2 separate regions of the Sus scrofa genome follow, and region 1 is linked to region 2. The links are chromatin contacts, called in public HiChIP or PLAC-seq maps. All regions are on one chromosome and are shown on one strand. The core of a region is the stretch at or near the end of the contact, and the rest is flanking DNA. Distances in the headings are between cores, read along the strand shown. Region 1 overlaps DEPTOR (DEP domain-containing mTOR-interacting protein). Region 2 overlaps SNTB1 (beta-1-syntrophin).

Region 1 (6,818 bases), core at 553-3,052, 780 kb before region 2:
TGTTGTCCTGTCATATCCATGCAGGATCTCTCTTAGCGTCTCAGCACTAGTTCTATAAATAATTCCCAAACCCGATCTAGATGCCAGGCACTGAGTAAGGTGCTGGGGAGCAAGAGAATGACCTTCATTTCCCTGACTTCCCTCCGTGATCACCTGCATCTCTGAGAGTTTCAAGCACACTTTTGGCCGATGTGAAAACTTGATTTTCAATTGCATGGTTTAAGGTTTCCAGTTTGGAGATCTTGGGGGCAGGGGGAGCCCATGTGTTAAAGAAATGTCCACACTTACATTTAGAACAGATAAGTAATGGGCTCCCCCTGTACTGCCCAGGAAACTGTGTCCAGTCTCTTGGGTTAGAACATGATGGGAGAGAGTATGGGGAAAAAAACAAACAAACCAGAATGTGTGTATGTATGGCTGGGTCATGTTTCTGTACAGCAGAAATTGAAGGAACATTATAAATCAACTCTAATAAAAAATGTAAAAATGAATAAACAAATAAGGCTATAATATTTCCAGTAAGGAAAAAAAAAATGTCCACAGAAAAGCCACAAGGAAGATTCAGCGTGGGAAAGGCTCAGAGACATTGGCATTGAACCTGGACTGTACCGCTTTCAAAGCAAGGCTCCTTGGAAATCTCCCCATCATGATGATCACCTGTTTGTCATCCATACCCTCCCTCCCTCACCTTCCACACCTCACCACCCTATGAATTGGAAGAGATGCCCCAGGTGTGCTCAGTAATAGAAGTAAAATCAAGACCTTAACATATGACTATACAGCAGACATTGGCACAACATTGTAAATCAACTACACTTGAATTAAAAAAAAAAATTTTTTTTAAATGTGACTAAAATGGCAGGTGGCTCAGGTTCAAATAACAGAGAATGCCTTTTGCATCACTTGGGTTTTGATGTCTTTCCAAGTAACACCTCCACCCAGAAAGGCTCCCGGCCAAAGCTGTATAAAAGTTATCTCTTTGTTTAAGCAACGCCGCTTGAAGAATAATTAAGATGCAGACTTTCTGGGAAAGCTGCAAAATGTTCTTTACTTACGTAACTAAGGAAGGTCATGCGTTTCAATATATTTTGTCATTGTTTTCCCTCTTTTCTCCAGAAATTGAAGCTACCTTGGATTATTAAGAAGGCAAGTTTTTGCCAGATAAGCTTGTATCTTATTGCACTGTGGACTCTTCAATAGCAACTTTGGCATTGATTTTGTGCCACATCTTACCATCAACATAACTATTAGGAATAAACCCAAACTTAGGGTTTTATTCTTGGATAATACAACATGAGTTTAGCCTTTTATTCTTCAAAATGGGTGGTATGTGTCCAGATGCAGTGAACCTTTTGCCCTCAGGTACTGTGATATAAAATTATGCTTTTCCTTATGCCTATGTTGGCTACCAAAGGGGGAAGCTCCAGTTAAACCCATCGCGAAACATCCATGACATCTAAGAAGCTGGGCTTGGAGCCAATGCACTTGCCTACGTGTTCACCATTTGCTGACTTGGCTCTAAGGAGGGCTTGAAGCCAAGGAGAGCAGAGTCTGATTACTCAGGACTTTATCATAATTTACACTTATGTCCTTTGAGTGGAGGCACAGTGGTTAGGGCCAGGAATTCCTCGGAGACCGCTTTTCCAACGCACAGGATTTATCAGCCCATTTTGTTTGATTGCTTACACGCTTAATAAACCTGAGGGGAATCTCTTCAGTTGCCTTCCTGGAGCTCCACTTGGGATGGTTATTCTGCTTCTAGATAATTTCATTTCTGAAAGAGGAACACAGAGAAGGAGAGGAAGTTGGTTTGGCTGTCTGTCAGCAGTTCTGGAAGAATGTTTACTCAGGGAGGAGTTTGAACACTGTGAGAATTTGGGGATTATCTGGACATTTTCAGCTCTCTGATATTGTGCCTCCTCCCCAACGAATGCTCCTCGGCTGACCTTCCAGCCTCTACCAGAGAAAACTTCCAGGGGCTAGGACCCTATCCCTTCTTTGTGGGCTTCTCAGTGTTTGGGTGGTGAGGACATGGTCGCCACCAGTGCCACAGTCAGACTTTTGGAGGCTCATATGTGTTTGGGGAAATCATTGCAGACTGTGTTGGTGGCTTATGAGGAAAAAACAAATTATTATGAAATTTAGCCTAGCAGTCCTTAAAAGAACACCCATCTATAATAAAATATGACAGTTTGTTTTACTTTGTAGTCAAAAATGCTATTTTTTTTTTTTTTTTTTTTGGCTTTTTAGGGCTGTATGTGCAGCATATGGAAGTTCCCAGGCTAGGGGTCAAATCAGAGCTACAACCGCTGGCTCATGCCACAGCCACAGCAATGTGGGATCTGAGCCACATCTGCAGCCTACACCACAGCTCACAGCAACGCCAGATCCTTAACCCACTGAGCAAGGCCAGGGATCGAACTCACATCTCATGGATGCTAGTCAGGTTCGTTAACCACTGTGCCACAAAGGGAACTCCCAAAAATGCTATTCTTGATAGAGCGTAGCAATAGGTATTAAATCACGTTGTTCAGGGTACTCCGGGAGATAGGCCTTCGTAGAGATTATAATCCAATGTGTAACAAAGGAATTTAAAACTATTTGGTAGGAGTCCCCATTGTGGTGCAGTGGACACGAATCTGACTAGTATCCATGAGGATGCAAGTGGAGGTCGAAGACGAGGCTCAGATTCCATGTTCTGTGGCATTGGCCAGCAGATGCAGCTCCTATTCGATCCCTAGCCTGGGAACTTCCATATGCTATGGGTGTGGCCCTAAAAAGCAAAAACCAAAAAAACCTATTTGGTAGTCTATTCAGAGATGGGTTCAAAGGTTAAACGTTAGCTCTTCAGTGTGTCACTTAAAACTACATTTGCTGGGGAGTTCCCTGGTGGCCTAGCAGTTAAAAGGATCTGGCATGGTCACTGCTGTGGCTTGGGTCACTGCTGTGGCGTAGGTTCGGTCCCTGGCCCAGGAACCTCCACATGATGTTAGTGCAGCCAAAAAAAAAAAAAACAAAAACAAAAAACAAAAAAAACCCTCAAACAAACTGCATTTACTAGAATGAAGACATTTTTCAATATTTCACCATAAGGCATTGAGAATCATACCTTATCTCTATGACCTGAACTGCCTCCCATACCAGAAGGATTATTTAAGTGAAGTAGGTATCTCACAGGGCAAATGTTTTCTTCTCCAAGAGCCCCTCTATCCAGGTTAATAATCCTCCCAGAAGAGGGTCAGGGTGATGGCAGGCCTGACTCCTCTTCCCTCCCCTTCAGACTTAGGAATGGGAGGTATCAGCAAAAGGTGACACCTTCTAAAGGGGAAGCCAAGCTCTCTTTGCAGAACTTCCAGTGACTTAAAAGAGTGGGTGCTTCTCTGATTTTGAGCCTTCTGGTACCTCGAGCAGACGGACATCAAGGCATCTACAACCCTGTCCATTTTTGTCCTTCTTGTGTGGTGAGGGGGGTGAAGGTAGATACCACTTTCATGGTGTGGATTAAACACTTTACTGGGGGCCCATCAGCACAAAGGGTCCTCCATCATCATCCATTGTCCCACCGATTTGGTGGTGAGCATGCAGCTGCCTGACACACAGCATCTTTCTCTTCCACTGGAGGCACCCTGACCCCTGGGTACTCGACTTTCCTATAATGCAAGCAGCAGCATGGCCTTTATCTCTGGGTTGCAGTGTGAACCCAGGCTCCTGATAGAGGGAGCTGGAAGATGCCAGGTGCTCAGCACCTGGAGGCCTCTGGGGTTTGTGTGAGGTCACAGGCCCTCAGGCCAGGCTCCCAGCCCCAGCTACCTCACTGCCTGGAAAGTCGAGCTGGGCCTCTAAGGTCACGTCCACACACCTGTGTGTCCCTCCACAGCTGGCAGGTCTGTGCACCCCGCAAGGGGAGGTAAGACACTTTATTCATCCTTAGGCTACAGCTCCTCTGCTAAAATCCAGGAAGGAGGCCTCCCTTCTGTGCATTTTGACTTCCTCTGAAATTCTGAAACCAGGACTTTAAACTTCACCTTATTTTTAAAATGAGGGTGTTTAGTTCAAAGGTCAAACTAGGTGAAGGCCCTGTTTTTAATTGCTTAACTCCACGCTTCCTTCTGCTAAGACAGGTGGAAAAATCTTCCCCCAGCAGTAGATTGTAAGATATTATTACTATGCAATTTATTGCAGTATTCACTGGTTTGGTGTTACTCTGATTTTCTTTTGGCCTTCTCAGTAAAAATTAATAATAGCCAGTATTTATTGAACCCTTAGTATGTACCAAGTAGTGTTATAAGTATTTTACATGTATTATTTTACAGGTATTATTAGTCCCATTTTAGAGATGGGAACACAGAGGCTTAGAGAAATTAAGAAACTTGTCCAGGATCACAAGGCCAGCAAATAGAAGAGCTGGGTTTTGCAGCTTCACAGTGTTGCCAGAAGCCTTGCCTTAAGGATGTACAAATTGAGAATACAGCTGGTCTCAGTGCTAAGCCATTGGAGTCTAGAGGACAGAGGCAAAGAATCCCCCAACTACCTGGAGTCTGGACTTTGACCTGTCTCTGAAAATTTGAATTGAGCAAAAATTATAGGTATACTTATGTCTACATAGGCAAAAAAACGATGAAGAGCAACATTAATACATTTAAAATCAGGAGTTCCCATTGTAGCTTAGGGGGTTAAGAACCCATTTAGTATCCATGAGGATGTAGGTTTGATCCCGAGCCTTGCTTAGTGGGTTAAGGATCTGGCATTGCCTTGGCTGTTGTATAGGCTGGCAGCTGCATCTCCAATTCAACCCCTGGCCTAGTTCCTACTTTCATGTGCCACAGGTGCAGCCCTAAAAAGAAAAAAAAAAAAAATTTAATCGGCTAAGAAATATTTAAAAGCCACAAAAACTTGGTTTAGTTGTGTGACTAATTGGCTGCTTACACTGCTATATATGCCTCATTACCCAGAAGCATACTGATGAGCGTATATATATATATATGACATGTGTCAGATTAACGTGTGTGTTTTACTCAAATAGTAAATAACCTTCACATATGGATTAAGTGAAAATATTCGAAGTTCTTGAATATGATTGTCTAGTGGGTCTTATTTTAGGTTCTAAAAGGAAACTTATGTATTGCCACTTCTCAGTGACACAAAACATGAGATGTGTATCCCCAGACTTATGTTTTGCATGAAAGAAATAGATCAGTCAGTAGAATCTCATGAAGGAAACATTAAAAAATGTTCCAGGGAGTTCCCGTCATGGCGCAGTGGTTAACGTATCCAACTAGGAACAGTGAGGTTGCGGGTTCGGTCCCTGGCCTTGCTCAGTGGGTTAAGGATCCGCGTTGCTGTGAGCTGTGGTGTAGGTTGCAGATGCGGCTCGGATCCAGCATTGCTGTGGCCCTGGTGTAGGCCAGCGGCTTCAGCTCCGATTAGACCCCTAGCCTGGGAACTTCCATATGCCGCGGGAGCGGCCCAAGAAATGGCAAAAAGAACAACAACAAAAAAAATGTTCCAAATATTTCGAACATTGAAGATTAAGAGCCTTTTAAGGTATTGCTCAACTGTTTTAGATCTGGAATAATTTTTTACTTAGTTAACTGTAGATCCTTATAATAGATTCTAATAGATTTTATATTCTACATAATATAATATAATAGATTCTAATATATATAATATTTCGACTCAGGTCCTCTAAGAGTGTACATTGAAATGGCCAAATACGCACTGGACATTTCATTTAACAGCCTCTTTTTTCCTTTGTAGGAATGGCTAAGGCAAGCCTTTTATAATTATAACTGAAATTTTCACACCAAGCCTTTCGATTTGCTGGAAAATTGGTTCCTGAAGTTTACGTGTTGATTTTTAGGATTAGAAGAATGAATGCAGAACTCTCAGAATCGGGGAATTAGGGGTTCAAGATAATCAGTGTAAAGATTTTCTAAGATATCAGGGGATGTTTGGGCATAATGCTAGAATTATGATTTAGAATTATCAAGTATCATAAGAGAAAAAAATCCTTTAGCAGAAGAGAGGATAAGGATATTTAAAGAGTGATATGCAATTTTGGCTTGGGTTCTTAAAAATGGGCTCTCTTGATAGATTCAGGGGCTCTCACTGAGCACTCTTGTTGACTGAATCAGTTTAAAGTTCTGTTTCCTTTTCTAAAAATGGCAGAAATAAATAGGGCACTTCTGGTTGCATGCGAGGAAAGTTCTTAGAATAAGGCCTGGCATGTAGGGAACATTCATTGTTAGTTGTTATTATTGCTGTTAATATTAGTAAATAGGTCAGCAGGGCTCAGAATTAACATTCTGGAAACACCTTTTCAATTATGAAATGAGTGTAAACATGAATTTTTATATTACCTATGGAAATCAACCATGTGTGTGGGGAGTAGGTGTAAACTACAGTTGGTGGGCCACATCTGGCCCACTGCTTATTTTTTATAAGTAAAGTTTTTTGGGAACACAGCCACACCCAGTCATTTACATACTGTCTATGACTGCTTTTGTGCTACCACAGCAGAATTAGTTGCAACCAAGATTATATGGTCTCCAAAGCCAAAGGTATTTCCATCTGGTCCTTTATAGACAAAATTTGCAAACCTTTGATGTGCATCTAAGAGAGAAGAAGTGTATGTGTGTGTGTGTGTGTGGTTTGTATATGGTTATATAAGGAACACTTTGCTAGAAGTCGGTGACATTCTTTCAAATGAGAAATGAATGTTTGACAAATTTATAAATTGAGTTTGAGAAGCTTTAGTATTGCCTATGATCGTTTCCATTTTAAAAGACATAATTTATAGTAGGAAACCAAATTTAGAA
Region 2 (6,482 bases), core at 595-3,094:
TCAACCCTTTCTCATTTATCAGATATATAATCCCATTTTTCATTCCTATTAGGTCTCCTTAGAATATAGCAGGTGAGTGGCTAAACCAATCCAGTTGATGTGTTGATGAGTGCCATGGAGTTACTGTGTCACTCTCAAAAGTGGGAACTTCACAGTGCAGTAGGCCAGTGAATGAAACAATTTTGGCTGGACCAACTTTCCACGAATCATCACAACATAAGCAATAAGAGCCACTAGAATGTTTAAGGTGCTTTTGGGCTGACCCTTTCATGTAGGGTCTACTGCAGGGGACCTGAGACCTTGTGAGATGAATCAGATAAATATTATTATTATCTTCATTTTTCAAGTAAGAAAAGTAATTCTTGGCAAGGTCACAGCTAACTTCTTCATTCCCTCCCTTCATACAGCCTTCCCTACTTCTTAAATCTAAAAGAAATGCCCCTCCATACACAACTCCCAGTCATTATCATAGCTCTGTCTTCTAAAGCTGTCATTGAACACCATCAACCAAAAACCTCAATCATAATACTGGAAAGCTGAAACTATCATGTATACAAAAGTCCCATGCAAACTGCAAAGCTCAATACAAATAGAAGGTACCTAGCCTCGGGGAGTTCCCGTTGTGTCTCATCGGGTTTGATCCCTGGCCTTGCTCAGTGGGTTAAGGTGGGATAGGAGCTGTGGTATAGGTCACAGGATCTGGCGTGGCTGTGGCAAAGGCCTGTGACCCCTAGTCTGGGAACTTCCATATGCCGCAAGTGCGGCCCTAAAAAGAAGAAGAAGAATAAAAGATATCTAGCTTCAGATAACTGCATGCATCACCATTAAGTTAAAAAAAAAAAAAAAAGCACAAGGTTTTATTGCTTTTTTTTTTTTCCACCAAACACATGTCAACCTCAAGAATTCCCAAATCTATGCTCTATTCTGTTCCAATAAAAAGTTACCAGAACACTTCACTCATCAACCATTTCTGCAATTTAGAAATAAACTAAAACTGCAAAGCAGATCACTGTTCATAAGAATCGTTCTTCTGTTTGGCAGCTGAGGTGGGTGTGACATGGGCAGAGTAACAAACAATAGAAGCAAACGCTGACCTCAGAGTGGAGCAAATTTCCCTTGTGAAACTGTGTCCAGACAAGTGTTTGCCGAAAAGCTCTTATAGACATTTCAAGAGAGAGAACAGAGTTAATCTGGAAAAGTCATCATGCACTATTAAATGCATTTTTTTTAAAATTATCTATCTGCCGCCTTAATTCACCTAGCCCCCTCCCAGGCTCAATCAGGAAACCTAGCTGATAGCAACAGATAGAGGGTCTCATTAGTTAAAAGGACCCTGTAGGGTTGTGAAGTTGGATGGAAATGACTTTAGCCTTCTGTGGAAATGAGCTAGCCTAATGAGAAGAGAGGATTTCCAAACAATGGGGGTTGTTCTAGGAAAAAGGCAAATGCCAGTTCCAACACAAAGAGATACTTCTGCCAGAAAAAGGAATTTCCCGGTGAAGCCTAAGTTTTTCAGTGCCAGCGTTTAGGAACTCCAGATGGGGAGCGGGACTTTGGGGCTCTAAATGAGCTAAAATCTCCTTTTGCAGAGGAATTAAAGTGAACTGTTATTTGATGTTGGATGGGAAATACTTGGGCATCATGGAAAATGAAAAATAAGAAAAGGAGGAAGGGTCAGAAAAGTTCAGGGTCTCCAGTGTTTGGATTGGGAAGCTAAACACATCTAAAGAGCTGTCATAACAAAAAGATTAATGTTGAGTTCCACACTCCCCTGACATTTACCTCAACTACTAAGTATTAAATATTTACAAAGCACTTGGGCTTATAGAGTGCTTTCTAATTCTTCCTCAAATTTTTGCCTTCTGCCCAGATGGGGAAGTGTTGCTATTACTACTATTTTATTGGTGAGGAAGTGGAGGATCATAAATTCCAAGTGAGTTATTCAAAACTGCAAAGTTAATAGAAAAGTTGGGAGTTGGCAAGAGTGAAAATAATACGGTCATGCATGAACCTAAAGTGACCAATCCAGACGAAAGGGAAATCAGTCAATGGTCCTACAAGAAATTTAACAGGAAAGCAGTTGTCGACATCCTTTCCATTTAAAAAAAAAAAAAAAGTTTCTAATCTGTGTTTGCCACAGACAAGGTAGTAGATCCTTTAATTTTAGTGACATGAAGAGAGCTAGAAGGAAAGGGAAGTGACGGACCACTTATAATAGGGCTGAAAATGAGATGAGGACAGAGGCTGCTGCCCTGATCACTTTCTCTGCTCTCTAAGCCATGATGCTGTCATGGTTAAGAACTTGCACATGCTCTCTTTCCTACTTTATACTGAATAAAGCATCCAAGTTCAGGTTCTCCCATCACTTCCATATCTTTCCTCTATAGAATGATCTCTTCTCTTTAAAAAAAAAAAATTGAAGTATAGTTGATCTACAATGTTGTGTTAGTTTGCTTTCTGGTGTATAGCAAAGTGATTCAGTTTTATTATATATTAGTGTGTGTGTGTGTGTGTGTGTGTGTGTGTGTGTGTGTGTGTGTGATCTCTTAAGAAGACATCATCCATTCCCTTTAATGGATTTTGCAAGCAAACAATGATAATGGCCATACTAATAGTAACTAATACTAAGAGAGCATTGACCATGTGCCACACACATTTTAAGCACTTGAAATCTTCCCAGCAGGACTATGAAGTGGTTGCAAGTATTACTGCCATCTTACAGATGTGGGAACTGAGACCCAGAGAGCCTAAGACTGATGATACCACAACTAGTCAGTGGCAGAGCAAGGATCTGAACCCTCTTATTCACTGGTCATAATAACATAATAACATTGCATCAGCCTTCATACCCTAACGCCAGTAGTTTGCACACAACGATGCATCTTCTTTTCTCCTACATGAAGTTTAGTTGATTTACAATATTGTGCTAGTTTCTGGTGTACAGCAAAATTATTCATAGGGAGGGAAGAAACAGATCAACTCACATGTGGGGGGTGAGGGTCCAGGTGACAGACAAGGAAAACCAATTGAGATCCTCCAACCATCAGACCTCTGCCAAGGCTCAATTCAGATTTTCAGTAGTGGTTGGGAAGAGAGAATGTATAGAGACCTCCAACTGTGCAAAAATAAGACACCTCAAGGAAGTGTCAGGTGAGGAGAGGGTAAACTACAGGACTCCCAAGGCCCTGCAGAGGGTCCCGAGAAGGGTGCCTCTTCCCAGAGGGCAAGTGCAAAACAGTGCATTGAGGGAAAGATGACAATGGCACAGAAAGCCTGGTAGAAGCAAGGAGGCTGCATCCTAAGGAGGCTACACAAGGTTCAGCACAGAAAATAATCTGTTCTGTTCTTTTTTGGCCCCTGTCATGGACAGTATACCTTCTATGTTATAATCAGAAAAGGCTGTAGCCAGAATGGTTTAAAAATGAAATGGCTAAAAAGGCTTCGTTTGTTTTCACTATTGCTATGGACTGAATATCTGTGTCCCCTCCAAACCCAAATTCATATTTTGAAATCCTAACTCCTCAGGGTGATGATACTGGGAGGTGGGGCCTTTGGGGTGTGCTCCACCCTCAAGAATGAGGTTACTGTTGTTTTTTTTTTTATTTTTTTTTTAAGACTTCTTTTTTTGTCTTTTTTTTTTTTTTTTTTTTGTCTTTTTGCCTTTTCTAGGGCTGCTCTCACGGCATATGGAGGTTCCCAAGCTAGGGATCGAATCGGAGCTGTAGCCACCGGCCTGCACCAGAGCCACAGCAACGCGGGATCCGAGCCACATCTGTGGCCTACACCACAGCTCACAGCAATGCTGGATCCTTAACCCACTGAGCAAGGGCAGGGATCAAACCCGCAACCTCATGGTTCCTAGTCGGATTCGTTAACCACTGCCCCACGACGGGAACTCCGAGGTTACTGCTCTTATACAAGAGGCCCAAGAAAGCTCCCTTGTCCCTTTTGCCATGTGAGGGCACAGTGAAAACACAGACTATGGACGAGGAAGTGGGCTCGCAGAGAAAGAATGTGCCAGTGCTGGTTTTTTTTTTTGTTGTTTGTTTGTTTTTTGGGGTTTTGTTTTTTTCCTATTTTTTGGTGACAGAAGTTCCTGGCACAGGGATTGAACCTGCACCATGTGAAAATGCCAGATCCTTAACCCACTGGGCCACAAGAAAACTCCACCAGTGCTTTTATCGTGGGCTTCCAAGCTGTTAGGACTATGAGAAACAAATGTTTATTGTTTAGAAGCCACCCAGTTTATGGGGTTTGTGTTACAGTGGTATATATATTTTTGAATGGACTAAGGGAACAATCAATAGTTCCTTTTAGGGGGCTGAAGACCCTTAAGTATATGTACAACCAGGTTACAGAATCTCTCTGTTGAGTGAGGATGACAGTTCATGTTATTCAGACAGCTGAGGCTGGCACTGGGTTCTTAAATATAAGACAAAAATCCCGAAAGGCCAAAATTACTGCTGAGAAATTTCTTCAAGTGCCCAACATGGTATTGTGTAAACAAGCTTCAAAAGTCATTCCTGTGTTCAAGACCTGAGAAGCACAGGACTCCTACAGGAAAGGTCAAAAGTCCTACAAGGAGATGCTGACAAAGGGCCAGCCTGCCTTTGGGATAACTACCAAAACTTTAGCTGGGAAGATAGGTAACATCAAACATGTTCTTGCTTGCTGAGTTCGTGGGGTCATTCCACTGATACCACCCTAATACAAATTAACACACTTGCTTTTGTATCTTGTGAATATTAAAGAGTGTTTGGAGTTGGCGACTTGCTCTGGCACCTTTGGGTTCTAAGTCCCTGACTGTACTCTGGAAGCAGAAATCCTTCCTTACAGGTCTTTCTGTTCCTATCGGACAAAGAAAGCTCTGATTAGTAGGGACAAGGTATGTGAGGACAATCCCAATGAAGCTTAATCTACAAAGGACACGGATCTTAAAATGACACCGAGTATCTGTGTTTCTTTATCACTTGGAGTCTGGAAATTGCATGTAACACAGAGCTAATGACAAAAAATGCGCTCGACACCCTTTCCTTGGCTTCTTGATCAATATTCCTGATACCTGGCCAGCATCACTCTCATTAACTGATATGTGTACTGTGAGCAGGAGTCATCAGATCATATTAACAGAAAGCTGAGTGAAGGTTCCTGCAAAGGTCTATGTTTAAGGGGCTGGGCATCAGTGAAGGAAGTTGAAAATCTAATAGGGTTTGATTTGCAGCAGTGGTAGAAGTGGTAATTCACTGTCTTGTGATAAAGTAAGACCCTCCTGCCATCTATGAATAAAACATTCAATGAACAGCAGGAAGTCCAGTGACTGAGGTGCTTGGGAGGGGTGGGCTTTTGTGGGTGTCATTGTTACTACGTTGGCAGATGGTGCTGAAATAACCTCAATCTGTCCCTGAACCATGCGTCTCCGACTAAAGCACAGAGCACACTACTGTTACATCCCTGGGCCCCCCACATCCCTCGCAAAAAAAAAAAAAGGTGTGTTCTTTATTTTTCCTTTTCTTGGTCTGGGACTCCCTCCTACAAGAAACTAATGTGCTGGGAAATATGTTTTCACCTCCATTTATTTCCAGTTTCATTAGGAAGAGAGGCTGATTCAATCAACCTTTGGAAGAAGGCACATCTCCATCTCTTACACCAAAAATTTATGAGTACCTCTCACTTCCCTCTAAAAGCCGACAGATCCACATAAGCCAAGATCAAAGTCGACCATGCCATTCTGTGCAATAGAAGGATGTCCAGATTCCTTGAGCTACATAAGAAGACAGATATGAACTGTCATTTGTCTTGGCCTCTCTACCAGCCCTGGAGGCTGACTCTTCCAGAGGAGACAGATCCTTCACACACCCTCAGAATACAAAACTAAACTTTTCATTTGCTCTTAATGTGTTTGACGTAGCAGAAGTTCAATTTCTCACCAGGAAATAGGACATATTTCCATAACCGGGCATAACCTCTTCCTTTCATTTTAATACTTATTATTTTTGAGTATTGGCGGAGTTTTTCCAGGACAAAAGAAACTTTGAATAGATGCCATACATAGGTTAATTGGGGGCTAATTTTAGCCTTCAAAAAACCAAACCAAGAGCAAGCAGTCAGTGAAAATCATAGACGTATCTGCCTCCTCTTTCTATGTCCAAAGCTTCTAGTATTGCTGCATGTTTGAAACAAACATAGAATTAAAATAATATGATATCATTGTTCATTAAAGAATTTGCAGATTGGAGTTCCTGTCATGGCTCAGTGGTTAATGACTCCAACAAGGAACCATAAGGTTGTGGGTTCAATCCCTGGCCTTGTTCAGTGGGTTAAGGATCCAGCATTGCCGTGAGCTGTGATGTGGGTTGCAGATGAGGCTCGGATCCTGCATTGCTGTGGCTGTGGTGTAGGTTGGAGGCTACAGCTCCGATTCGACCCCTAGCCTGGGAACTTCCATATGCCGCGGGAGTGGCCCTAGAAAAGGCAAAAAGACA

Evidence for each region. HiChIP or PLAC-seq counts read pairs in DNA pulled down with a chosen protein or histone mark.
Region 1: an H3K27ac HiChIP or PLAC-seq map of alveolar macrophages shows a contact between it and region 2. The contact joins two enhancer-like sites. A contact is called at or near these places in 2 of 2 datasets of contacts at active chromatin or transcription factors (alveolar macrophages and skeletal muscle).

Annotation. Positions count from the first base shown.
Region 1 is chr4:19,126,300-19,133,117 of Sscrofa11.1, reverse strand. All of the region lies in intron 4 of DEPTOR (DEP domain-containing mTOR-interacting protein), which reads left to right. Among named protein-coding and RNA genes, the nearest start is that of DSCC1, 31 kb to the left of the region's middle. Within about 2 kb of position 1,802, at least 34 of the 83 cell types and tissues checked have an H3K27ac peak or open chromatin away from gene starts, as enhancers often do. A contact at or near this core is called in alveolar macrophages, where this site is marked.
Region 2 is chr4:18,351,328-18,357,809 of Sscrofa11.1, reverse strand. The region is part of intron 2 of SNTB1 (beta-1-syntrophin); the gene reads right to left. Among named protein-coding and RNA genes, the nearest start is that of SNTB1, 66 kb to the right of the region's middle. Within about 2 kb of position 1,844, at least 6 of the 83 cell types and tissues checked have an H3K27ac peak or open chromatin away from gene starts, as enhancers often do. A contact at or near this core is called in alveolar macrophages, where this site is marked.